Linked DNA regions of Mus musculus: all the other regions are linked to region 2. A link is a contact called in public targeted proximity ligation data. All regions are on one chromosome and are shown on one strand. The core of a region is the stretch at or near the end of the contact, and the rest is flanking DNA. Distances in the headings are between cores, read along the strand shown. Region 1 has its middle 170 kb from the start of Rfx3. Region 2 overlaps Glis3 (GLIS family zinc finger 3). Region 3 overlaps Glis3 (GLIS family zinc finger 3).

Region 1 (4,275 bases), core at 619-3,118, 390 kb before region 2:
TGCAAGGACTAACACAAACCAGTCAACCTACAGGACAGCCAGAATCAGGACACGCAGAAATATTGAGTAAAGAAAGCCAAAGATGGGGCTAGAGACATGGCTCAGAGGTTAAAAGTACTGACTGCCCTTCCAGAGGTCCTGAGTTCAATTCCCAGCAACCACATGGTGGCTCAAAACCATCGTAATGGAATCTGATGTCCTCTTCTGGTGTGTCTGAAATTGGGATACCCCTTGCCTCAAATGTGTCAGGAGGTTTGTTGAAATGTGTTTGACTATTTAAGAGAATAAAGAAATGCTAAACTGAAAGCTCAGAGAGTCTTGTTCTCCTTTCATACGTAAACACTTACAATTCAAGCAGTAATACCTTCATTCTATTGCTGTCTGAACTGGGACAGACTACCTGAGCTTACTTCAGAGAAACACAGGCTCAGGTGTACATTTGAGGGTTTGTATTTTTAAATACATGCAAAACTAGGGAATCAAGCCTATTCCATGTGGTTCCATAGCCACTGGCCGGTTGAGGGAACTTCTTCACTGTCTCCAGCTCATAGTGACCTGTTGTTAGTTTATCAAAACCGTCTGATCCCTGATTATGGGAAAGATGCAGTGAAAGATCCAACATGGGCTCTGCCTTTTGGTATTTTCAAAGAATTACATGATAAGTCAACACACTGGAACATTGCAAGCCACCACTCCACCTTGCCTCTCTGGGCATACCACCTCATGTATCAAGGGTAGAATCTGTTTTCTGTTTCTTTAAATCTAGACAGCATTTTTTGCCTTGTTTTTGGCTCAAAGGATATGACATAAATCTGGCTGTATCATTGCATTACATAGCCTTTAAGATCTGTTCGAGATCTGAGATGCTCTACCAAAATACTCAACCACCCTCTAGACAATGATGTCAAATCATCCTCTAGCTATCCCAGCTTCCATATCTGAGGCAGTAGGCAAAGGATGAAGCCATATTGGGTGCTCCAACCCAGTAGAAATGTTTCTAGCTATGCTACATAGCAGAGAGGAGCCCTGCTTAAAGCCCTGATCCATAGACCAAATGCACCAAGTGTTTTATTTTTTTTTTAAGCAATTAACTTTGGGTTTGTTTAGTATATGGTAGTACATATTAGAGAGAGAAGATAAGAATAGAGATTAGGAGCTATGGAAGAGAAAGAGCCCTAAAGGTAAGGTGAAAGGGATTAGGGGAAATAGAGTTTAAGCTGAACTTTAAAGGGATGAGCAGCTCTGAGAGCCACGTGTCCATAGTCTTCCCCCAACCATTTCTCACCCTAAGATAGGAGCCCTTGTCCTAGAAGCAAAACGCCACAGATGACAACAGATTAAAGGTACAAGAAAAAGGCCCAATGGCCAGAGTCTCTGCCACCTGGATAAGGTGATGGTCCTCAGAACCTTATTCCTCGGTGTGCTCGTACCCCTCCTCCCGCCCCACCTCTCCCTGGTTATTCTCTTTTTCTCACTGACATCTTCCCATTTCTCCTCAAAGGCACCCCTCAACTTACCCAAGCACCTCTATTTCCTGCCATAATAACATTCTAATATTTTCCCCCATGTTTTCATTTTTATGACTTCAATAAAAGGAGTGATTTTCCCTAGCAGGTACCCTTGAAGGGGTTGTAGAATTATATGGTACCCAGTGTGCAATTAATTCGTTATGAAGAAGAAAAAAAAAAGATGTGTGTGTGTGTGTGTGTGTGTGTGTGTGTGTGTGTGTGTTTTCCTACAAGGGAAGCAATAAAAGTGACTTTTGCTAACTTTCTTCTCACAATTTCTAATGAGTCAACATGTGTTGAGGAGAAATTAGTCAGAGCAGAATGGATCCTGTTATGCAGTTCCACTTTTGTAAGCATGAGTCAGAGATTCCCGTGTGGCTGTGCCGTGAGCACCTGGCTGCGATGAGGAAGGCTGGGGGTAAAAGAACTCTTTCTTGAAAACTTCGAAAAGTAGCAGAGAATCCCTCAGAGTGTGAAGGAGAAAAAGAACAAATACCATGGTCAGAATTTAGTTTCATTATTATGGGAAAATGAATGACGTTGCTCTCCCCTACCCCTCTACCTGGTGACAGTTTGTAATTGACCAGGCAAAGCCCCTACTGTGCTATATAAAGTAAATGGAAAAGAGATGAGAATTCAGCAGATCTGACCTCTCAATACACACACACAAACATACACACACACATACACACACACACACACACACACACACACACAAATACATGTGTGCACATGCACTCGCACCCTACCTTTGACCATAATATCCTTTGTATGCTTAACTTGAGTTGCCATCTATGTAAGGTATTGAATTGGTAGAGGGGAGGAAGTTCAAGATGCATGAGATCTTGCCTGTAGGGTCAGAGATTGGTAGATAAGTGGAAATAATATCATAGCGGGAATTATTGGGTATATTATTATTACTGTATCTACAGGGTGCTTTGCAAAAATATGATTTGTGAGCAACTATCTACCTTCAGGTTCAGCAGGTATTTCCAGTTGGGATTTGTTAAAATCTTACAGTATGCAACATAGGATCTGGACACATACATACTGTATTTGTGGGAACCCGTTGACAATTAGTCAACTAGGAATAAATTATATTCCAGAACAACAATGTTTTTAACGGCTGAGAACCAAAGGTGGCAGTAACACAGCGTAGTCCTAACACAATGAAGCTGGAAACATACCATGCCAAGGCTGAGTTCATGGCCTTTGCTACTGCACATAGTTTCAAATACGCCTGGTAAAATGGATCTTTTCAGTATCTAATATTGTCAAGGTAGGGCAGCAGTGTATTTGAATAGTCATAGTATTAAACACTCAAATTCTTTGATTTTTTTTTTTTTACAAACAAGATTGAATTAGTCAGTAGAAGGAGAAACATATGGGAGGGCACAGAAGTGGCAAGCAATTATTTTTAAGTTGGATATATTCAAGCCTCACTTCGGCAAGGACCCAACCAGTAAATATCACTGTGGGAACGCTAACATGGAAACTGGTTTCATCTTTGTTTATTTTGTATTGAATAAACATTGATGGGGAAGCTGTGTGCAGGGTGTTGTGCCTCCTACAGACCTGCTCATCCATCTGCCTGGTCAACCTTTCTGTGGAGATAGAGTTGCCAGGACCACAAACTCAGCGTGTCCAATTGAAACTCATCTGGCCCCAAACCTGTTCAAGCCGTCTGTGTTTCCTATCTGGGTTCATGACGTCATCAGCATCCCAAATGCTCAAGTGCTCCCTTGTCATCAACTTCAGTCTTCACCTCCATCGCAGCTCTCCACATACCATACCAATAGCCAAACAGGATTGCATCACGTTCCTGTTTCTATTTAATAGTTCCAGCAACTTCTTGCCTGGGGTCTGTTTAATCACCTAGTCTAGGTAGTCTTTGCATAGGGACCTTGCCAGGTTTTTGCCACTATGGATTCATCTGTGTAGGAAATGGCTTAGCTATGGGAGGAGAGAGCTCTCTCTGCTATTGTCAGTTTGAATATGAGAAGACAGAAGAGAGCCAGGACAAGCCCCCAAAGCCACTAGCTCTCTACAAAAAGAGGATGACACAATTAGGCTTCATGCCTTGGGCGATACTAAGATTTGGTCAGACACTCATATTCCCACCCTTCCTCCCAGTTAACTCCACATCTCACAGCTCACGGTTAAACTGCCACAGTCGAAGGCACTCTGGTTAGAACTGTAGTTATTTATATACCCGGTCAGATAAGGAGTAGGTTCCATTTAGAATCTAAGCCCAATCTAATTTTCTTCCACATGCTAATACCTTTGAGAAGATAGCTTAGTATTTACTGGGTGCATAAGCCCTTCATTTAGACTTGCATTTCTCATACCTCAGAAACTATTTCTACAAAGTTTTAATATTCTTTTCTCCCATATTTATGTTTTGAGCTCCTATTGAGACGATGATGCCCTTCTCAACTGCTCTAATATAAAGCTCTCTTTGCTCTAATCCCTTGTTATCAGGTTTAATTCATAGCTCTCCATGGGGTATGAGACTGTGAACATACAGGTACAGCTCCTCACTGTCACCTTCAGCAGCTTGAGGCATTTCCCTAGAGTTTTAGGGATCTTCCTTCAGGCCAAAACAGAATTCATGTCTTTAGCATTGAAAAAAAAATGTCAAGATTGGCCTACTTATAAAGCAGACTTGGGGATTTTATTAAAGATATTTGAATACAGGCTTAAGCACAAGACTCAAGAGAAAAAGATCACTAAAAAGAAAGCCAGACAACCCTATGTGTGAGTCACA
Region 2 (4,284 bases), core at 322-2,821:
GAGATGGAAGTGGGAAGCAGGAAGTGAGCAGCAGGGCTGGGTGTAAAGCCTTTGCTGTACCAACATTGAGATCTGACCTCAGAGCCCCAGCACCCATCTAAAAACTGGACGCGACCACTGAGAAAGCAGAGACATGTGAGTTTGGGGGACTCACTGAACAGCCAGTGGAGCTAAAACACTGAGTTTCTGATCCCATGAGAAATCCTGTTTCAACAGGTAAAATGAAGAGGGATGGAGAAAGATGTCTAATGTTGTCCTTTGTCCTCCACATATGCAAGTATGGATGAGTATGCTTATACACACACACACACACACACACACACACACACACACACACACACACGAGGGGGGGAGGGGGAGGGGGAGGGGGAGGGGGAGGGGAAGAGGGAGAGGGAGAGGGAGAGGGAGAGGGAGAGGGAGAGGGAGAGGGAGAGGGAGAGGGAGAGGGAGAGGGAGCAAGCCAAGCTCACTTCTGCTTTGTTACTGGCCACACAAGTCTCAAGACCCACCAAGGTTCAGAAGGCAAGACAAACAGACTCTTTTCTTGGCTGTGGAATAGCACAGGGAGTGGGGAGCCATGGCTTCTGGCATCACTGGCAAACACAACCCCAGGAAAATAAAAGGCAAAATATTAAAAGCAAAATACAAAGCAACAAAAACAGAGATGCATTTGAATTTTTATTTCCTTTGCGATACAGTGACAAAATAAACACTATTACTATAAAAAAATATGTTGGCTTAATCAGGGTGACAAACAGAATTAAAAAGCTAACATAAGACTGGGAAATTAAGTAGAATTGTATATAAAAGCAATGAAGAGTTTTTATAAATCAGAACTATCGACAAGAATTTGAGGCTTAAACAGTTCCTAAAAGAAGGACCCAAGAGATGAGACAAAAATAGACAACATTATGCCTGCAGGTTGAGCTGACAGTGTAATGTGTGATATAAACCTATTGGGAAGGAAATTCTTAGCATGATAAAGGGTATTTAGAATATTCATTCGGCTCTGTAATCTATCTTGAAGAAATAAATGAAGGCTTACACCATCACTTAAGTGCTACTTACAATGATATAATTTTAATTTCTAAGAGTCCTTGATTAAATAAGCTGTGACTTCAGTACAATGCACGTGTTGGAAATTCTTCTGAACTTCAATTTTTATTTTTAAAAAGAACACTGAAGTACACACAAATTTATAACACATTATAAGGATAAGGAATATGAAACTTTAATAGAGTAAAATCAAAATGTATACCCACATATCCGCAGTCTAAAACTATTAATGACTCTTATCTCCCTATCTATGATGCACTAACAGGTCACTTTATTTTATTCTATATTCAATATTATAAAAGCTTTTACAGTAAACATGCAGACATTGATTTTTAAGGGGAAAATGCTATTTAAAGAAAAGAAAAACCAATGTAATATAAAGTAAGAGACTAACAAGGTCACATGCTATCGAGTCACTGCCAAAAGATTAAAAGCAAGAGAAGCACAGCCCTGCAGCCGGTGACCTGGGAGTCACTGACCCATCCCATGGCCCGTTCATCAGCAGCCAAGTCACTTTCCCAGGCACCCATCCCAGTCATGGCATAGATTCCTATGCAGTTGTGCAGTGGTAAAGCTGCCAGCTTTCTTCTCCCCAGATCAATAATTCACCCATTTGTTTTCAGTGCTGAGCCTTTTTATTTTGCTTCATTATTGTTGATGATGATTTGGTTTTTTTAGGCAGTCTTGCTACACAGCCCCATCTGACCTGGATTCACCAGGAAGTCCAGCTTGGCCTGGATCTCTCAGTCCCCCTACCTTAACCCCAGTGCCAGGATTATACTCACTTTCTACCATGCCCTGTTTTCAAATACAGTATGTATTGGGGGGGGATTCAAACAACAAGACATCAGCCACTAGCAATCTGTTAACTAAGGTTTCTTGGGCTTGCAGCTCTTAATTAGCTATAATAGCTGCTGTTTCTTCAGAAGGTTCCTCGCCCCTTGCCTTTCAAAGCATGCTGAACAACTTGTGAAAACATCAACTCAGGCTGCTGGGACTCAAGTTTCTGAGCCATGGATGGGGTAGAAGCTAAGCACCTGTGTCCACACGTCCCCAAACAATATGGACTAGCCCTTCTGAAAACCACTATTCCAGATCATTGTTCCCTACTCCTCACATTAGAAATGTATTCTTTTGCTTCTATAATTTTTGTCATGTATATTTTTCCCATATATGGAAGTCAGAAGACAATTTGCTGGAGCCAGTGTGTTCCTTCTGCCACAGGTATTCCAGAGATGAAACTCGGGTCATAAGGCCCGGGCCAGCAAATGCCTTCACCCTCGAGCCATCTCACCAGACTAAGTAGTAGACTACTAGCAATAATAATTGTTAATAACAATAATAATGGATAGCCTAAGTAAACTTCAGAATCTATCACTTCCGTTTAAGATGGAGCAATACATTCAAAAAGCAAGCCCAGCTAGTGTAGGCATGGTATCATACACCAGTAATCTTAGCACTAAAGAAGCTGAGGCAGGAAGATGGCATGTCACAGACCAGCTAGTTTAGTAGACCCTGTTTCAAATGAATAGAGACACAAGCCCAGCATCGTATTTTTAAAATGACCATTTATGCTGTAATTCTCAGCCAGTTTTCTTGATTGACAAGCCTGACATCCTTCAGCAACTATAAAGACGCGCTTCACTCTGGTCCCAGGCGAGGAAATAAATTCTTCTCAACATTCCTAGGGAAGGAGTCCTCCCTCCCCTCCTCTCCTCCCCTCTTTTGTCCTCTCCTCAATCTTTAATGGAGTCTCAGTCCTCCCCAATGAGACCTCTCCTTCCCACGCCTATTCCTCTTTTATTTCTCTCAACATCTTAAGTAGCATATTAGGCCCACCTTGAAAACAAGGTGAACTTGATAGAGTGAGGCATCCTGGGTCATGCCTATATAAGGAGCGTGTGACTGCTGTGTAAGAGGCCTGGATTAGATACAGGGAAATGGGAAGCAAAAAGCCTTCAGCTGAGAAGTGACTGGAACACAGTGGCTTCAGGAGTAAGCAGGTAATATGGCTGAAAAGTAAGTTCAGACCTGAATTTTATGACCATAAAACCTTCAACCCCCCGGGAAATGAGCTGAAATACCTTCTTTTGAGCTTTACTTAGCATCTGTCCGTGTTAAGAAGAGCCCTACACACTGTGGCTGTGGGTCAGCTTCCTTCAGCCTGGACACGCCCATTGTCATCTTGAAGGAAATCTGCTTATCACCACCATGAGACTTTATGAAACCATGCTCCTTAACAAGGGAGCAGAGGCTGAACAAAGCCACAAACCTTCCCTTCAAGACCCTCACAAGGGCCCTCTAGCCATCCTGAGCATGGCAAACATGGCCTTGGTAGGCCTTTCCCTTCCCTGCTATTTCCTAGGCCTTGCCAAAAACCGTTAGATTGAATTCCTAAAGCTAGCTACCAAGGTCGATCCTCTTATTTGGCCACTTCCTGCTGCTTTAGGTTGTTCCTCTCCTCCCCATGTCTAGCTAGCAAAGTACTGAAGTCCAACAATCAAAAGCCACTTTTGGCTTATCCAAATTAACATGCTCAAATAAAATTAAGTATTTCATCCTAACACAGCGTTTCCTCTTTTAACTTTATAAACCACCATTTGCCTGTAGGCCATGTCTATTTGCTCTCTATCGAGAAGCACTCCTTTCCCCACATCTAAGGACAAAACTCCTTCCCTGTCTCCCTTGATCCCTTGCCCTTCTACTCCATCCTCTATCTCCTGTCTTTGTCTCTTATTCCTTGTTTGTTTGGGTTTTTTTGTCCCTCTAGAACAAATAAATCTCGTTTGTGTTGACAACTTGGTCTTGGGGTGTCTGGTGACAAATCCTGGTCCCTTCAGGTCCTCTTCTCCCCAACATTATGCAAGAGGAAACAATTCACAGGAAGCAGGAGCCTCTGGTGGTACAACTCTTTGTCAGCCGCCATACTGTGGATGGGATCCTGCAGCAGTTTAATCGGCTGTACAGTGACAAACTTCCTAATAGCCCACCCTTTGAGTCACCCATGATCACTACTACCTCAATAAACTCTTTTGGTCATCAAAATGGATTGGTACATTGTGGTAGTTTGAATATGTTTCGACCAAGGAGTGGCACTATTAGGAGGTGTGGCCTTGTTGCAGTGGGTGTGGCCTTGTTGCAGTGGGTGTGGCCTTGTTGCAGTGGGTGTGGCCTTGTTGGAAGAAGTGTGTCACTGTGGGGTGGGCTTTGAGACACTTCTCCTAGCCA
Region 3 (4,090 bases), core at 974-3,473, 270 kb before region 2:
AGACTTCCTGTCTCCAGTGGGCATGACTGTAAGAGGTGGTGACCACTGACATGGTATTTCTTAGGTCCTTCAAAGGGAGTCTACACTTTACCATGTACACAGGACTGTTGAAATAATTCTTACCTTTTGATTCACATTCTAATGATCCCTTACATCCATATGGATCTTTTACCACCTCACAAAATCTCTCTCTCGCGCTCTCTCTCTCTCTCTCTCTCTCTCTCTCTCTCTCCCTCCCTCCCTCCCTTCCTCCCTCCCTCCCTCCCTCCCCCACTCTTTCTCGGTTCCCAAAGTTTGTTAAAAGGCACATTGTCTAGAGAGAGAGAGAGCTTGGGTATTGGTCTGGCTCCTTCTTTCTGTTCTTCAGCAAGTCTGCCTCCTAATGTAGCTCTTGAGTGGCTTCTCCTTACTTCTCTGTCGAACTTCCAGGCTCTATGGTGTTCATGAGGAACCCTACAGCAGCTTCACTCTGAACCTCCCTCATCTCCCACCCCAACTGCAAATGCCTTTCCTATGCAGACTCCTCCCTCTCGCATGTCAATCTAATTCTGTATTTCTCCTAACAATGGTTATTGGCTTCCAGTAGGATAGGGCCAACTCCTCAGTTTAAAAACACCAGGCTCTACTGAAGCCAGCCTGTTATCACCCAACCATTTATCCATTTGCATCCGGCACGCTTTTACCCTGAAGGGCCAAGACTTTGTGCTCGCTGTGTGCCCTCATCTCTTCCATATCCAGCCAGCATCCTTACTGTCTGGGATGCTCTTCCCCTTCACCTATGTGGAGAAACATCCCTTTCTCTTGATGCCTATACAGCCCTTCCTTTTGCTCACTGAGAAGCTGTTTGGGTTTGCGGTTCACAGAAACAGATGCATGTGGGGAGCAGAGCAGCGGCATGAGCACCCACTCTCAAACCCAAACCTCGAAAGCCACTGGAGAACTCAGAAGTAAAAATAACACAGAACATAGAGTTCTTTAACCACAGAAATTCCTTATACCAACCAAAGGCATTGCGTGAACAGTCGCTTTCTGATCAGTCACATAACATCTTCTGTCACCTTATAATCTTTTCCCATCGTGCTCCAGTTGGGAAATGAACTACTGCCCATGGCCTGTGTGTTGAGGCACTGCCCTGGCACCTCCTTGAAGTGCTCTGAGGAAGTGGGGCCTAGTGGAGGGACTTTAGGGGCAATTGGGAATATTGTCCTTTTCTGTCTCTCTACTTCCTAGGCATCAGGAGGTGAAGAGGCCCCCTCTGTCACATGTTCCCACCTGATGAGCCCAAAGCAGCATCCAGTGACTATAGGCTGAGTTCTCTGAAACCATGAGCCAAGACCAACTTTCTTCTTTTTTGTGCCCAGTCATTCTGTCAATAACAGAAACACGCCCAGCACACAAACTTGCATTGCTATCTGTGAAACTATGGTACCATTCCTATCCAGAGAACTCCTCAACTCACTGGTAACTGAGCCCCAAAGCAAGATGGAGAGAGGTGGCAACTGTTGGTCATTGCGATACAGTTTCCAGGTCCTGACACCTGAGCTGTCCACTGCCGGTATCATTTCATTTATTACACACACACATATATATAAAATGTAACAGATAATGAGATATTTGGTCCACATACTTGGTGTATGTTACTTTTAAAATGTCACCCCTGGGTAACTCAACCCACCAACAGATTATTAATAAAATTCAGCAACTGTCAGAGCTCTTCTCGGTAGAGGGAGGCTTGGCGGCGACACCTATTATGAGAGAGCGACAGATGGCCTTACCTCTCAGCGCCTGCGTCCACAGCTGTGAGTGGAGGTAACTGGGAGGAGGGGTTGTGGGGGCTCCCCTGTACATTATGTCCTGGAGAAGGGTGACTGACAGGATGTGGGGGTGGCCCAGCCCCAGCAGCTGTTCCACTTCGAGTTGAATGATTGCTGGCGAAAATGGGAGCTGAAAAATCAAGAGAGAGGCAGCATGAGCTGGTGCCCTGAAGGGGGCCCACATTTTAAACACCAAAGCTGACAGCGAGCATATTTCAGGGGCTTGTTTGTTTTTCTCTGAGTGCCTTTTTGGGAACAGTTCTCCCCTTCCTGGATACACACAGCTTTTGTTTCTATGGTGGAACAGGTTCCCTGGCTCTTGTGCCTTCACCGCCATCTCGGGAGCTCCGTCTGAACTTGCCCCAGGTTCACCTTGGCCTCTGAAGTGCTGTGTGCCCTTGCCAGCTCCCTATCTGGTCATTACAATTAATCTTGTGCTGTTTGCTTCTGAGCAAAGGTTTCTGTGTGCTCTTCAGTCACAGAGGATGTTCGTTGCATAATGGCATGTTCAGTCAGCTGACTTGCAAGGCGCTCGGCATGGCCCTTCTACCTCTTCTCGCTGTGCAGCAAGATGCTGTGGGCCAGGCCTCGGCTTTCTCTGCCATTGCCACACGTCAGCACAAAGACAACAGAAACCACCTGACTGCAGCCAACACAGGGTCCTGGACTCTGAACTAAGAGCCTGAGAGAGAGAGAGACTGCAGACATTTCCATGATGCTGTGATGAACCCTCGCTCTCATTCCAAAGAGGCCCTCATACATAGCTCTGGCTCTGTTCCCACCACTGTCCCTCACACACGGAGGGTGACTCAGAGCCTCGTTCTTGGGGCAGCCTCACCTTTGAGCACTGGAAAGGACGTCACACTTTCCTGTGTGCCCATTTACATGAGCTAATTGGTAAGACGTTGCCTGATAGCTGAGGCTTGTCACTTCCAAAGTCACTTGTATCAGAGAGGAAGGACCCTTACTGTGGGGGACCTACTTGGCAGACATCTCATTAGGCTGTAATCAGGCGACAAGATTACCAGTGATGCCCTTCACTTCCTTCTTGGTATACAACTCTGTTCTATGCCCATTTCTGCCCCTTTTAAGCTTTACTAATATCAAAGAACAAGTGGATTTTTTTTTAATTAAAGAAATCAAGTTCAGGATTAAGAAAGTCATATTATCAAAAAGATCTGAAGGTTGAAGAGTTCAGGGAGTTGTATTTTTAGACCAGTATCACTTTCACCCAACCTCACCAGGATAGAATTAAGACCCCAGATGACCCAGCCCCCAAAGGACTGATCCAATGGCATCGGAGTTCAAGGACTTACAGGAGCCTGTGAAGAGGCAAAATTACCATCTTCCCGCTCAAAAAGCTACTGACATGGGTGTGATCTCATTTGAAGGGTTTATTTTTGGTAAATCAGCATCCTGTCAGGTTCACTCCTATCCTCAGAAACCTTCAACCTTCCACAGTCCTCTAAGTCCTCAAGTGGCAGCGAGGCCAGAAAGTGCTTACCGGTTCAAAAAGTCAAGCCCAGGCTTCTCTTGTGCACGTCAGCTTCCATGAAAGTGACGCGTCTGCAAACTCGCTGGAGTCACCTTATGAATCACTGCCCTCATTTGTGCCCTGCTGGCTCAGGGAACCACAATTCTGCCTGTATTCCCCATAATAATGTGGCCCAAGGGAGAAGGTTGCTTGGATGGGCTGTAGCAATAGTTAGTTTCAACACTGGTGTTTGTCAGCATGAAGCCTGGGTTTTAAATAGTGCTCTAAAAATGAACGGGATAATAGGTCACAGAAACCTGACCGTGAAACACAGCTACCTTTAAGAAACTCTGCTTTAGGTATAGAGACAACAGCTTTCTTTTATTTTGTAATTGTGGCTGAACATACCCATCGCTTATTCATGCCTAGAGATATTTTTGTTTGTATGTGCTTACATTTATTACAAGGGAAGTGCTGCCCTTACTGTTTATAACCTCGTGGGCAACAGGGCAACTTGGTTGCACATGCGAAGTTTTCGATATGGTTCAACAGAAAATAGGGTGTTTCCCAAAAGTTTATAGTAACTGCTTGAGTTGGATTTGACAGTAGATACAATTACATAGCTAGACAATTCAGTGTCATTGATCGCCTGTCACTGAAAGTGAGGACTTGCTGAAGGACACTGCTTTTTCCCAGCCAAGTCACAACCAACACCTATCACTCATTCGTCCATCTATCCATCCATCCAACATTATTTTAAACGGTATGTCTGCTATGTATTTGGCTAGTCTACCATTTGTGT

Evidence for each region.
Region 1: a targeted proximity ligation map of pancreatic cancer cells shows a contact between it and region 2. A contact is called at or near these places in 2 of 484 Hi-C or Micro-C datasets (cortical neurons and nephron progenitors), 10 of 130 datasets of targeted methods (embryonic basal ganglia, embryonic stem cells, kidney and 1 more) and 1 of 9 other capture datasets (embryonic stem cells).
Region 3: a contact with region 2 is called in a targeted proximity ligation map of pancreatic cancer cells. A contact is called at or near these places in 1 of 484 Hi-C or Micro-C datasets (cortical neurons), 2 of 130 datasets of targeted methods (the NIH/3T3 cell line and pancreatic cancer cells) and 1 of 9 other capture datasets (adipose tissue).

What each region holds. Positions count from the first base shown.
Region 1 is chr19:28,175,158-28,179,432 of GRCm38.p6, forward strand. No RefSeq gene overlaps it. Among named protein-coding and RNA genes, the nearest start is that of Rfx3, 170 kb to the left of the region's middle.
Region 2 is chr19:28,568,515-28,572,798 of GRCm38.p6, forward strand. All of the region lies in intron 2 of Glis3 (GLIS family zinc finger 3), which reads right to left. Among named protein-coding and RNA genes, the nearest start is that of D930032P07Rik, 110 kb to the right of the region's middle.
Region 3 is chr19:28,297,003-28,301,092 of GRCm38.p6, forward strand. Glis3 (GLIS family zinc finger 3) reads right to left here. Exons shown (of 11, transcript NM_175459.6): 8 at 1,776-1,944. Among named protein-coding and RNA genes, the nearest start is that of Gm35866, 65 kb to the right of the region's middle.